2 separate regions of the Capsicum annuum genome follow, and region 1 is linked to region 2. Evidence: chromatin contacts called from public Hi-C data. All regions are on one chromosome and are shown on one strand. The core of a region is the stretch at or near the end of the contact, and the rest is flanking DNA. Distances in the headings are between cores, read along the strand shown. Region 1 holds the start of LOC107877913. Region 2 has its middle 160 kb from the start of LOC107877913.

What was found. Hi-C and Micro-C count contacts between places; a contact is called where the count stands out from the background.
Region 1: a Hi-C map of placenta shows a contact between it and region 2, with 2.6 times the contacts expected there. The contact joins the promoter of LOC107877913 here to the enhancer-like site in region 2. A contact is called at or near these places in 2 of 5 Hi-C or Micro-C datasets (leaf and placenta).

What each region holds. Positions count from the first base shown.
Region 1 is chr7:54,416,201-54,423,489 of UCD10Xv1.1, forward strand. It overlaps LOC107877913, which reads left to right and starts at 4,559. Exons shown (of 19, transcript XM_047393536.1): 1 at 4,559-4,706; 2 at 5,724-6,027; 3 at 6,287-6,475; 4 at 6,601-6,684. The coding sequence starts at 5,734.
Region 2 is chr7:54,257,908-54,264,371 of UCD10Xv1.1, forward strand. No RefSeq gene overlaps it. Among protein-coding and RNA genes, the nearest start is that of LOC107877913, 160 kb to the right of the region's middle. Within about 2 kb of position 1,459, at least 5 of the 5 cell types and tissues checked have an H3K27ac peak or open chromatin away from gene starts, as enhancers often do. A contact at or near this core is called in leaf, where this site is marked.

The DNA.
Region 1 (7,289 bases), core at 3,309-5,808, 160 kb after region 2:
TTTTGGGCCCATTCTTTATGGACTTTTGGTCCATTTCTGCAGTTGTATACCAGCTGTATACTGAATGTATATCAGCCATAGTTCTCTTAGTTTTGTGTATATACGTTGTATATCAGCGTATAAAAACTGTATACTTTCTTCCAATTTCGGTATGCATCATGTATGCGCATATACCAACCACTTTCAAATCATAAATCCTGTATATTCTCTGTATATCGGTGTATATTAGTCCTTCGAGGACTTTTTGGACTTAATCCCGAGGAGATGCAAGGGTATGGAGCCCAATTGGACTCAAGTTTATTATAACATGCTACAAAGAAAAGATAAAGATCAGTTATCAATTCAAAACAAACTAATCATATCGAACAAGACCTCAAATCTATATAATGCGGGTAATAATACTCACGAGTAGGCGAACAACACAGGTAAGAAATTAAGGTGGAAGAAGAGTAATTTTATGCAAAAAAAAAACATGTGGGAGTCTAGAAAGGTTGCATGTACAAATTTTCAGGAAATATGCATATAGGTTTGAAAACACCACAGGCTTATATTAGCCTTAATTTCACTGGAAAGATATGCAAATACTTGTGCAACAAGTTGGCAGCTTACATTTTCTCACAATGACAACTTCTCCAGATCAAACAATTTGAATTGAAGATATGAAACAAAAGATAGCCATTTCATATATTCACAATCTCTACTCTCGTAAACAACAATATTACTTAAAGATTCTTTTTTTTTTTTAAACCACATTTAATGGATTCAGAACTTCCATCAGTTTAGGTGGTATCCAAATCCCTTTTTTTTCTTTTCAAGGTCCAAACTCTTATTTTGTTATGAAAACTATTACATATTGTCAAGTTTAACACAGGCATCAAAATTGTTATCAATTTCTCCAATTAGAAATCATCCAATCCAAATATGACCTAAGTTCATATGAAAAGGTGCAGATTTAACCATGTTGAAAAGAGGGCACAACTAAAATTTGAACACCAAACTGAGGAGAAAAGTTACTGAACAAGCAAACAAGTTAGAATTTATGGTTAAATCACCAATGTAATAATATTTTAATAAAAATGTCAAATTTTTCAAACACTAACGAGGCCAATTTAATGAGTATCAGATTAATTTAAAAACATATCAATTATATCAAATAAATCAAGAACAGGCCAGAATTGGCTCGACGGAATCACAAACAAATTGTATCAAATAAAGACTCAGCAGAATTACAAAGACCCGCCTTCAAAGACTCTACATCACATAATCCCACGATCACGCTACTTGCGCGAAGACGGAGAAGAAACAACGAGGAAATTTAAAAGTGAAAAATGTGTTTATCCTTTTTCAGGCAGCGAACCGGAACAATGAGTCTACGACGATTTCACCACTGTCAAGCTCAATTCCCATCTATCGAAATTACAGTGACATTACCGGAGTTTAGTTTTTGTAGGAATTTTGATTGCGTGAGGTTAGAGGCATGCACCTCCAGAACCTCCAAATTTTTTCCCAAAATTCTCCCCCCCACCATCTATTTATAAGACAAAGAAATAAGATTTTTCGAATTTGAAACCTGAAATGGAGTTAATTTTGTTAAGGAATTTTGAATTTCATAATGAGACAAAGAGGGGGAACGTTGGTAATTAATTACTTATCAAAAATTGTGAATCATAGACTGAGAGAGATACAAGTTATTTGATTTTAGCCATAGATGGCTGTACAATGAAGGCAAAATCGTAAAAGGGCGGGGGTTGCCGTTGTTGACTCGCTGGTTGTCGCTGTTGTTCGTTATTATTACAGCGTTGATTAGCTGTCGGTTGTTGTTGAAGTGTTGTTTGTGGTACGGTTAAAGGGTTATAAGGGAATAGGGAAATGGGATTTTGGTCCGGGTTTGTGGCTTGTTTGGCTGAGGGTGGTGTTTGGCTGATGTTGAGAGTGTTATGGGCTGCCGGTCGGCCCAATTTTTTAAAGGGAAAAAATGGGGTTGGGTAAATTTAGTTTAAGAGAGAGAGTTTAATTAAAAATTATGATCATTTTATATGAATAAAATGGCTACAATTGAATTAATTGGTCAAAGTTGAGATGGAATTAATTTTTAATTAATTTAATGAGTTTTTCAAATTCAATAATTTCAAAATAAATATTTAATAAAACACAAATTTATTGTTTTTTATTTCATTTATTATTTTTGAAAATAATAATAATAATGATAATAATAATAATAAAGAAACTAATTATGTCATCAGTTTCTTATTTTCAATAAATCTTAAGAAAAGTAGAATATTCGCTATTTAATCAAACTTTTAACTCAAAATAAATTTTAAATCTTTTCCTTTATTTGATAATTACGTGATCCCGCATAATTAAACGCAAAACATTTTAATTTTACCCAAATTCAAAAAGGTAGGCTTGGAATTTATTTCAAAATAACTTAAAACACATATTTAAAAATTATTAATTGAGAAACTCAAGAATTAATTTGAAATGGGGAGGACAAAATTAGGTTTCAACAAAGATTAAAAAAACAAAATTTTGTTCCTCTCTCTCCCTCACCGGCAAACTTAAAAAACAAACTAATTATAACTTCTCTTGAAGCGATAAAGTAAAAACAACTTAAAAGAAAAAAATTCTTGTACGCATTTCAGGGGCGGATGTAGAAGCTAATGTGGGGGTTCCCGAGAACCCACTAACTTTTGTGCGGATCTTACATTTATATTAAGAAATCTATTAAATATATAAAAATTATAAGTTAGGAACTCATAATGAAGTGTTCTATTGATCTAGTGGCAAGTAAGGTACTTGTTGGAATATAATTGCCCTTTCGGTTGTGGGTTTCTAACCCCATCAATGACCTTATTTTTTGAATTTTTACTTTGCTCAAGGAACCCACAAACTTAAAATCTTAGATTCGTCTCTGACGCATTTAGTAGCCGTTGGCCATAAAAATCAAACTTAAAATCTTAGATCCGCCTCTGACGCATTTAATAGTCGTTGGCCATAAAAATTATTTCAATTTAGTGAAAAAAAAAACAAGATACTTTTGACCATGAAAATTTCAAATACAATTTTAATTTATATTTAGAAAAATAAAAACAAGTCCTTTTTCACTCATACTTCTCTCACAAAATTTTAAAAATAATTTTAATTTATATTTATGGTCAAACACAACTCCAACTCCAAAAAATTATGATTTTCATAGCCAAATAGGGCCTTAGATATCACTAAAGTCAAATAATTATGTGTCAAGAATGACTATCTGCAATCCAAAATAATAATAGAAAAAAATATTCAGAGTAATAATTGAAAAAGCAAAAACAAAAAAAAAACAATCCAGAATAATCATTCCCATCGAGGACATCCCATAAAGTTAGAGTGATACAATTCAAAAAAAATAAAATAAAAAAAAAAGGCCAAAATAATTAATTTAATTTCTAAATTTCAATATCTGGTAAACAAACAATGCTTAAACAGAAAACGTCAGAGCTCATTTTTTTGGTCATTTGTCATATACGAGGGCTCCCCTTTCCCTCCTTAGTCCTGACACTATTTTTTCATCAATAAAGTATAATCTTAGTATTTCTCAGAAAATCTTTAATAAATAAATAATATAATGCTATTTAGCACTACATGATAAAATTAATTTGTGCTACTCCATTCCTAACTTTCAAAATTAAACATATACATGCTACTTCTTTCTTGCATCTTTTTTCTTTGGCGGGGGTGGGGGTGGGGGGTTCTTCCTTTTCACAGAATCTGAACATCAAGAATTATAATAGTCTCTCTTGTTTTCATCTGTTTAAGAGTCCGTTTGGATAGGATGAAAAAAATTATTTTTTAGCTTAAATGATTAAAAGTTTAAAATAAGTACTTTTAAATTAAGTAGATAACTGTTTGGATAAAAGTGCTGAAATTGAAAAAAATCTGTTGATGCATTTGGTAAACAAGTGTTGTCAATCACTTTTTTATTGTCAAAATAACTTACATATTCTTAAAGCTGTTAATATATAACAACGTGAATTATTTATGATTTTTAATTCTAATACTTCAAAAATAATTTCTATTTAAATACACTTTCAACGTAAAGTGATTATGCTAGATTAATTTATAAATATAAGTTACTTTTTTATTTTTAAATATTAAAAAATAAAATTTTAAGATATTTTTTATATAAATATAGTAATATATTGTAATATTGCAACTTGTAAACAACAAAAATTTTTTAGGAACGAAACAAACTATTAAAAAGAATCAATTTTTAAAATTTAAATAACATGTAAAGATTTTATATGAACGGATAGAGAAGAACTTACCACAAGCTCGATTTGATAATAAAATTTTTAATTGTTTTCTTATGTAATAATTGATTCTCTAAAAAAAAATAAAAGAGAAAGATAAAGAAAAAATTGGAGGAAAAAAATGAAAAAAAATAATAAAAAGAAAAAGAAAGAAAAATCAATAACAGTTACAAAGTTTAGGCTATTATTGAAATTAGAAGAAAATACAAGCAATAAAAAAATAAATATTTTACTTAAATCTAAAAAAAAAATTTAATCTAAAAAATAAAAAACTCAAACATCTACCTTCTTAATTTTTATTTTTTTAATCCTATGCAAACACCCTCTAAATCTCTATTTCTTTTATCTGTTAAATACCCCAAAACATTTCACTCTTTCTCTTGACTTTTTACCCAATTTGACAATAATTTAAAGGTAAGATTTTTATTATCGTTTTTTATTTATTTTTCATTTCCTTGAGATAATTTTATGTGGGTATTTCTTGATTTTGATCTATGTGATGTTTGCGTTTTGTTTTCTCTGTTGGTATTTTTTCTCTCATGGTTTGATTTGGATTGTTAAATGATTTGATTAAACCCAAGTTCATTTTTAGATGTTGAAATTTATTGTCTATCGGTGAAAAGTTGGATCTTTTGCAGCTTAACTAAGGATTTAGTTCACAAAAGTGGGCAACTTTATGTGCCTTTTTCAGCTTAGATGTACTTATAATTGTTGTACCGATTTGATACTTGATTGATCCGAAGTAGAAATGGAGCTATACTTGAAATTTTCTCTGCTTGATGACGCGCACAGTGAAAAAGGACTGGACTAAAATAATTTGTGATTAGTCCTTACGGAAATTTTTATGATCTATACTATGAAAAAGATTTTTTGTGTCCTAGTTTTGGTAGATAGACTTACTTGGTACCTGATGCTGGTGGGAGGTGGCAAGCATTAGTCTAGGTGCACACAAGCTGGTCTGGTTATCAAAAAACCAAATCTTCTTTTTCTTAAAGGAATATACTTTCTGGCTGCTGGGTTACTATAAAGTATTTGCAAATTCTGTGTGAACATTTGGTAAGTGATTTGCCATTGTTTTGATGATGCATAGCTATATCTTAATCAGAAGAAATTAGACAAATAATAAAGGATATCATACTAATAATTTTTTTTTAACCGTTTGCTTCTTCAGTAGCTTTTTAGCATTGACTTGGAATTTCTTTCAAAATGAAAAAAAGAAAAATCTGTTGTTCTCCTTGTTAGGATGCTGTTGTTGGTGAAATCTGAAATGCGTAATGTAGTAAGGACTAACTTACACTGGTTGGCTTTCTACTTCAGTTGGTTTTCGATGTGGTGTGCTTTAACATGCAATCTGCACCAAAAAGTGTGCATTCTTTAGTTTTTATTATTGCAATCACTTCCTCTGAGTTTAATTTTGCTTTTTCTTTGTAGAAGAGAGCAGATGGAGAAAATTGAAGAGTCAGGTAGCCCTGGTTGGGGTGCATCCTTTTTTCAAACAACGGAAGATGTTGCAAGAGCTGTTGCTGCTGCTGCAGCTGCCGTTAGATCGCCACGACCTTCTGTGGTATATTCATCTAAAGATGATAGTGGTAGTCAGCTTCAGAAATTTCAGCGTCAAGTAACTAGATTAATGAAAGGCTTATCCAGTCCCCCTGAAGTTAAAAGTGGACCCTACAACCCGGAAATACTAACTAGCCAAAAGCGTCAATGGGCTAGGTTTCAGTTGCAATCCCTGGTATGCTATATGCCTAACCCTGGAGCTTTCTGCTGTATGCTAAAATGCAGGAAATTTAATTATCCATTTAAAGCTCCCCTCAAGATCTAATTTTTCCAAATTAATTACTAATTCCAGCTTGAAGTTTTTATGATGGTGAATGACAAGACATTATCACCCCCCCCAAAGAAAAAAAAAAAAAAGAAACACCTAGATTTGATGGTTAAATGTAGTTTTCAATTTATACTATGAGGGGTAATTATATTATGTAAGCTTGTAGGATCATAGAGTTTGGAAGGAGCCATCAAGGCTTTTTGAGAGCATGGTGGTTGTTGGACTCCATCCTAACTGTGATATTCAAGCACTTCAAAGGCTTTATTTTTCAAGAAAGCTAGATGGTCCAGGGAGATTTAGAAGCGCACTTGGTGGTCAAAGTCAATCACGCGTGGAACCTAACCTTGAGCCTCAGGTGTTGATTCTTGTAGGGTTTAATTTGCATGGAGTTAGAATTGTATCATTGTAATGGACTATAAGATGTTTTTTTTTTTCTTGAGAAGGTAACAGTTAAGATGTTGTTTCTTCTTTGGATTTCAGATCTTGTTTGTTTACCCTCCAGAGAAGCAACTGCCACTGAAACACAAGGATCTTCTCTCATTCTGCTTTCCAGCAGGAGTAGTGGTTGGTTTATCCCTATCAGCCTGTTTTACCCCTTTATTTGAGATGTATATCTGATGGTGTTGTGGAGTTTTTTTTTTTGTCTTTGATAAAGGAGTTTTAGGTAGTTTCCTTTGTAATGTTGAGATATAGGAGCGAGTTATCTTGAAGTATTTCAAGCTTCAAATGTGATTGCACTTGGTGAACTTCTGTAAAAATTTAGATGTAGAAAGCAATTAATAAGCTTCAAATGTGACTGCACTTGGTGAACTTCTGTAAAAATTTATATGTAGAAAGCAATAACTTTCAGTTGAAGCATACAACATATTATAGGTGATGGATCACTCATCTCACAATTTACATTTACCTAATCCTACCTTAGGTAAGAAAAAGAAACATAAAGAAAAAGACTAGTTGATTTAAATTACAAGCAACTAAATGAGGCATTCTTCCTTCTGTATCAAAGGGGAAAAAGATACAATTGATTATAGCTTGAATTTGGAATGTATTTTAGGCCACTGAATCAATTGATTTAGACTTTCCTTTGCCTTTGTTTGAATTCCTAGATCGACCTATTTTGTAAATAAATTCAACTCGTTAAAGGGAGGTTAAAACCTTAAGAGTTCAAT
Region 2 (6,464 bases), core at 209-2,708:
AATGAAAGCATAATGCGGTAGAGTCAACTCTTGTGCATGGGGTATAATTTGTTGTTTGAAGGTCCTTGGGCTAAGTTTTGCCTCTAAGGCAATAGTTGTAGAATATCTCATAAATAAAAATATAACGTGGTAGAGTTAACTCTTGCCCGTGGGGCATAATTTATTGTTTGAAAGTCCTTGAGCTAAGTCTTGCCTCAAAGGCAATAATTATAGAACATCACATAAATGAAAACATAACATGGTAGAGTTAACTCTTGCCCATGGAGCATAATTTGTTGTTTGAAAGTCCTTGGGCTAAGTCTTGTCTCTAGGACAATAGTCGTAGAACATCTTATAAATAAAAACATAACGTGGTAGAGTCAACTCTTGCCCGTGGGATATAATTTGTTGTTTGAAAGTCTTTGAGCTAAGTCTTGCCTCAAAGACAATAGTTGTAGAATATCTCATAAATGAAAACATAACGTGATAGAGTCAACTTGTGTCCTAGGATATAATTTATTGTTTGAAAGTCCCTAAACTAAGTCTTACCTCCAAGGTAAGAGTAATAAAATATCTCATAAATCAAAATACAATGTGGTAGTATTAACTTTTCCCCATGAAACATAACTTGTTGTTTGAAAGTCACAAGTTTTGCCTCTATAATGTAGTAGTGTCAACTCTTACCCATTAAACGTAACTTGCTGTTCGAAAGTCATAAGTCTTGCCTTTATAATGTGATAGTGTCAACTCTTTCTCATGAGATGTAACTTGAATGGAAGAAATCGAAGAACAGAACGAAAAGAATAAAAATTGTGGAAAAAAAATAAAGGAAAATATTAAAAAAATTAAAAATCAAAGAAAATGTAGAAGCTAAGAGAGAATAGTAAGAAAATAAAGGTTGATAAAAATTAAAAAAAAAAAAAGATTAAATAAAAATAAAGGTCGAGAAAAATTAATAAAAAAATAAAAAATAAAAATTAAAAAAAATAAAAAAGATCTTTTATAAAAGTAGATGTTGAGAGGTGTAAAGAAAAAAAGTAAGGATTGAGAAAAAACTAAATAGAAGAAAAAAAAAAAGAGGAAAGGAAAATTAAAAAATCAAAATAATAAAAAGAAACAAAAGAAGTTGAGAGGAAAAAAGGGAAAAAAAATAAGGGTTAAGAAAAATTAAAAATAAAAAGATAAAAGAAAAAATAAAACTCAAAGTAAAATTAAAACGGGAAAAAAATAAATATTAAAAGATATAAATATAAAGTTGTTGTCTATTATGTTAATTATTTATGTAGTTACTCTATTGATTTGGAGTAATTTAATTAAAAAAATACTAGTTAATAGATAAATATTATTTTAATTTTTTTTTTATATTTGGGGTAAAATTTGAAAATAATCCCAATTTAAATTTATTTTTGAGATTCACACACCTAAAACTACCTTATCAGCCCGACCTAAAATAACCTAACCCGGCCCAAGACAACTTTAACCTGACTGAACCAGCCCCCTAATCCTCCTTCCTCAACTTTTCATCGTCAAAACCCAACCAAACTGGACCTCTTCCATCGCCAAAACAACAACATTCAACGTCATTCTTTCCTCTTTTCTCTCTGCCAACGATGGCAGCCTATGAACCACCGGAAATTGATATTTTCCTTTGAGTTTCCACCTCTCCCCATTACTTTTTCACTTCTCCATCAATCAAGCCGCCCACTGTCACCTCACCCGTCTCTTTTTCTCAAATCATCCCTCCCCCACTAATGTTCATGGGGAAGTAAAGAATTCGAAGGACGCTCGGATTTGGGTTTAATTCGATGGATCCGAACGCTTTACCTTCGAGTTGTCTCGTCTCCCCTTCAAATCGGCTTGAAAAAGTAAGCCATCCATTTTTCTTTCTCTAATTTCATCATTATTTCTCAAAAAAGTAGTTTCCCAAGAATTCAAATTTTTCACTTTTGAAGCTTCCATCAGAGCCGTTTGAACCTTCTTTCAGCTATAAAAGGGAAGCTTTGGAATCCCTTTGAGAGAAATATATAGACAAAAGCAAACACTAGAACATTTCAATAGCTTCCTCACTTGCTCTTTATTTCTTTCTTTAATTCATTTTCTTTTCCGGTTCTTCTCGAAGCCCTTGGAGTTTATATCGAAGTCAAAATCGCTAGTGTAGAACTGGACACTCGACGGGCTCAATCGCTGCCCAACAAAAGATACAAATTCGTCCCTTTCATTTCACTTTCATTCTCTTCTTTCATCTCATTTTTGGATGGGAGTATGTGATTTTGTTCTAATCCTAGATTTTGTTGTTGTTTTCGTGATAGAATATAATTCTGATTTTGGTGAAGTTATCTTGGGTCTGAAAATCTGTTTCATGAATATATGGGCCTTTAAATACATGAACATAGTACTTATATAGGATTCAAGTTTATATTGATATTGTTATCCCCATTTTGAATTTATAGACTTGATTTCGTCCCAAATTCCCATTTTCACAATTATTTTGTGGTCAAATTCTGCAAGATATGTGAAAATCTCTTCTTACTCGGCCTTTGTCTCCCTTGTTTCATTTTGTCTATTCATGTATAGATTTGTGTACATGTAATTTATTTCCGTTTAAATGTATGTTGACGTTGTTTTTTTTATCTTCATTTGTTCAATAGCTGTCATGTGTTTTCTTTACACCTTTACGAGTATGTTGCTAAGTATTCCCTATTGTTGGATAAATTGAAAATGGTATATTTAGTTTTGGGCTTGGTTTGGGTTGTGTTTTGGTTTAGTGCCTCGATTTCAAATAGTTCTTGTTCACATTTTCGTTCCGAGTTTGAGACATGATTTTCATAATCTCTCTGGTCATGAAAAGTTAGTGGATCTATGTTGAATTTTGCCAAAGTGTGTATAGTTGACTTCTCTTAAAAAATAAAAAGAAGATTCATGGAGATTTTGCGTCTTTGGCTTCGAATTTATATTTGCATCATAAGGTGAATATTCTTTTACCTTTATGGAAAGTGTGTTTATATTTTCTTGAATTTGAGTTTAGACGGAAAAAAAAAGAGGGACTTCAACGTGTCTATTGCTAATTTTTTTTTCTTTTTTTAAATGGCCTATCTAAGATGAATAGGCTCAAATGTTTTATCACTGTGGGTGTCTTGACAATTGCTTATGTTAATCATATTTCCTAAGCTTTCCCCGTTAAAGTATGTAAACAATTTAGAGTGAATAGACATTTCGTTCTCCTCTTTTGGAATACCCATCTTGCTTTAAAAAAGCATGTCTTTTGAATCATACGTCTCTCTTAATCTTTACATTTTTATGCATTTTTAGTTAATTAGTTTTCTAATCCTTATTTTTCTTATTTTACATGTAAATTCGGAAGTTTGAGTTTCAATCGAAACTCCATTTTGATTCAAACATCGGATCAACCGCCACTAGAATCGCGGAGCTTCTAAGTACCGTAGATTAGAAACTCAACTCCGTTAGGAGTCTAGTATCTATTCTCTTTTTTAATTATTCACGTTCTGTTGCTAGTCCTTTGAAATAGTATTTAATTATTATTAGTTATTTGGATTTCATATTTTTGTTATTTGTGTTTATAGTGCTTGATTATTTGCGAATTTTCTATAAAGTAGATAAACGTTCTCACACTTTCGCAATTAACGTGCGACTAGTTGACTCATAAAAATGGATTTCTCTCTTAAAAAGATGAGCTTAGCAACTTAGATATTCGGCTGATGTTCAAAAAAACTATTTATTGGCCTAAAAATACTTTCTTTAATAAAATGAATGTCGTGACCTGAATATTTTTCCTAAAAACCAAAAAAAAATGAGAGTTCAATATTATTGCGAGAGAGCATGGAATAAAATTCAATTTTTTTTTTTTTCAGAAAGGAAGGCCTATCCACCAACTTCGGCTTATTTCAATAAATAATTTCAACGTTTTCACTTTATTTTTATTCATTTTCTCAATAATAGTTTCAATTTTTCAACTTTAAGACTCAAAGGACACTCAAGGTGTATACATATATACTCTACAGTATAAGAGATATTTTGTCACTATTTATTATTATTATTATTATTATTATTATTATTATTATTATTATTATTATTATTATTATTATTTACACTTTATTTCAATATCATATTTGTGTATGAGTATTTCTACTATTACATTTACTTTTAACTACTACTAAAAATTTTACAAATAAATAAACACTAGCATTATTTCTTATATTTTAAATATACTCAAGTCTAGTTTTACTCAAGAATTAATATGTTAATGCGATTTGACATTTTTATATATCTGTACTTTGCAACAAATGCATTTGAATACTTTTACTCTTGAAAACTAAATAATTTTTCATATTTTTTTAGACATACTTATTAATGTTTATAATAAATAAAGTTTCAGATGCTTTTAAAAGTTACATTAACCTTCTTTACATTCATGTAAAACTATAAGCCTTTAAATTTTATATAACATACATATTATAACAAAAATACTAATGTCAACTTTACTCTTCGTTTTTATATTTTTTTTGAAACATGCATATATATTTTGTAATAAACTATATAACATGTTTTCATATATCATAAGCATATATTTATATATCTTGTGTGCGTTCTTTTAGTTTAGATCTAATAAATTCTTTGTAGCTATCACTTTTTTTTGTAAATATTTTTTCAAATATTTTATTTAAAACTAAGTTGAAGAACTATCTTCGGATAGGCTCTGATGGGTTCTTAACCTTTTTTTTTGAGCAAGCAAAACCCTTACTCTGAATCTCAAATGTTTTTAAAAGACCAAAAACAGATTTTTAAGTCATAAAGATAATTTTTCTATTTTTTTTCTAAAATTTATGTGGTGACTCTTGAAAATATTTTTTTTTTAAAAATCAGATAAAGTCTTAACGATCATATGTTGTGTACTGTTTTGATCTGTTCAAAACAAGGCGTGATATCGTGGCGACTCTGTTGGGGATGTAACTTAGGTCTATATCTTATCGGACTTAGTTTAGGAATATTATTTGGAATATTTATTTATTTTCAGTACATTCTGATAGAGAATCAGCCTAAGAGAGATGAAAACTACCTAAAGAAGCAAAACACAAATAATGCAAGAAAGTAAAGATAGGCAAATTGACATAAGAAGTTACAAAGAATTAAGAACCAACGAGTGTATCAAACTCAAAGATCCTTAAACAAGTAGAATCGATCACCAATTTCTTACGTAAACATCAAGGAAATTGAGTTCCCAAGCAATTCACATTTCTAAACAAAAGGGATCAACACAAGTTAATCCAAGCTTGCAATTCATTCATAAGAGTATTCTTTCAAATATCATCAAAGTTACAAATGAAATGACTAAGGCATATATTTATAGTTATTGTCTTTGCATAATATTACAAAAATAGCTTATAAGTGGCTATTTTGGAGATAACCCACCTGGGCTCTTCAAAGCATGCTCCACATGCGATCTTGTAGGCTTAGGAGCCTAAAAAGGGGTCCACCGAATGCACTCTTGAGCTCTTAGTTTGATCGTGGATTGGACCTCTTTGTATTGGCCTCGAAAGATGTAGTCTAATGCTTTAAGGCCGATCCGGACCGTATCATTCTCTCATTTTTGAAAAGAATTCATCCTCGAATCCAAACCTTGTAAAACCAAAAGAAGCCAAGTATGCACACACTTCACATATAACCAAACATAGCATTATGCCAAGGTTGCACACACTTCACATATAACCAAACATCCTTCAAGATATTGGAAGAAAAGTCAACATTCAAAGTGCAAAGGAGTTGGCTACGAAAAACATCAAGAAATTCTCCTTAGTCCCATTAACAACATTACAAAGCAAATTATCACACATTGGAACAACTAAGGGTAGAAGCAAGGAGTCTTTAGGGAGTAGATTACCTTTCCAATCACAAGAAACCATGTTTTCACTTACGTGCCGCACATCCCGTTTACTTGAATAACCTTCCAAGAAGGAATCAACTTTTCTATCCACATAATGTGACAAAAAACAAAGAACAAGAGTTGTTTATCAAGTGGAAACCATACTTTTCTTGGAACAACAAATAGACTTGCCACCTAAAATAGGGAGGCCATATATTTTATGAATACTCAAGTCATTCCAAAAGACGTTAATACCATCTAGGTAGGATTTTAAATCAAATGTCTTTATTGCATTGTCTACTCTAGGGTAAATGCCATTATGATTTCAAGGAAAGCTAAAAATATGAGAGGGTAGGTACATACCTTTGGAGCAAAGACTTGTGCTTGCCCTCTTGCTTTCTAAACTTGCACCATGGGAACTCATCCTCTTATGCATCAACTTGAAAGTTGGCACAAGGCCAGTGCCAAATGTAGTGAATAACAAGTGCTTGGTTTTGGCACCAAGTTCTCCCTTTTGATCCTAAAGCTTCCCATCTTTACCATTCATATCCTTCCTCATCATGAGGTTAAAATTCAAGACATCTCTTTCTTCAGGCCAAACATCTTC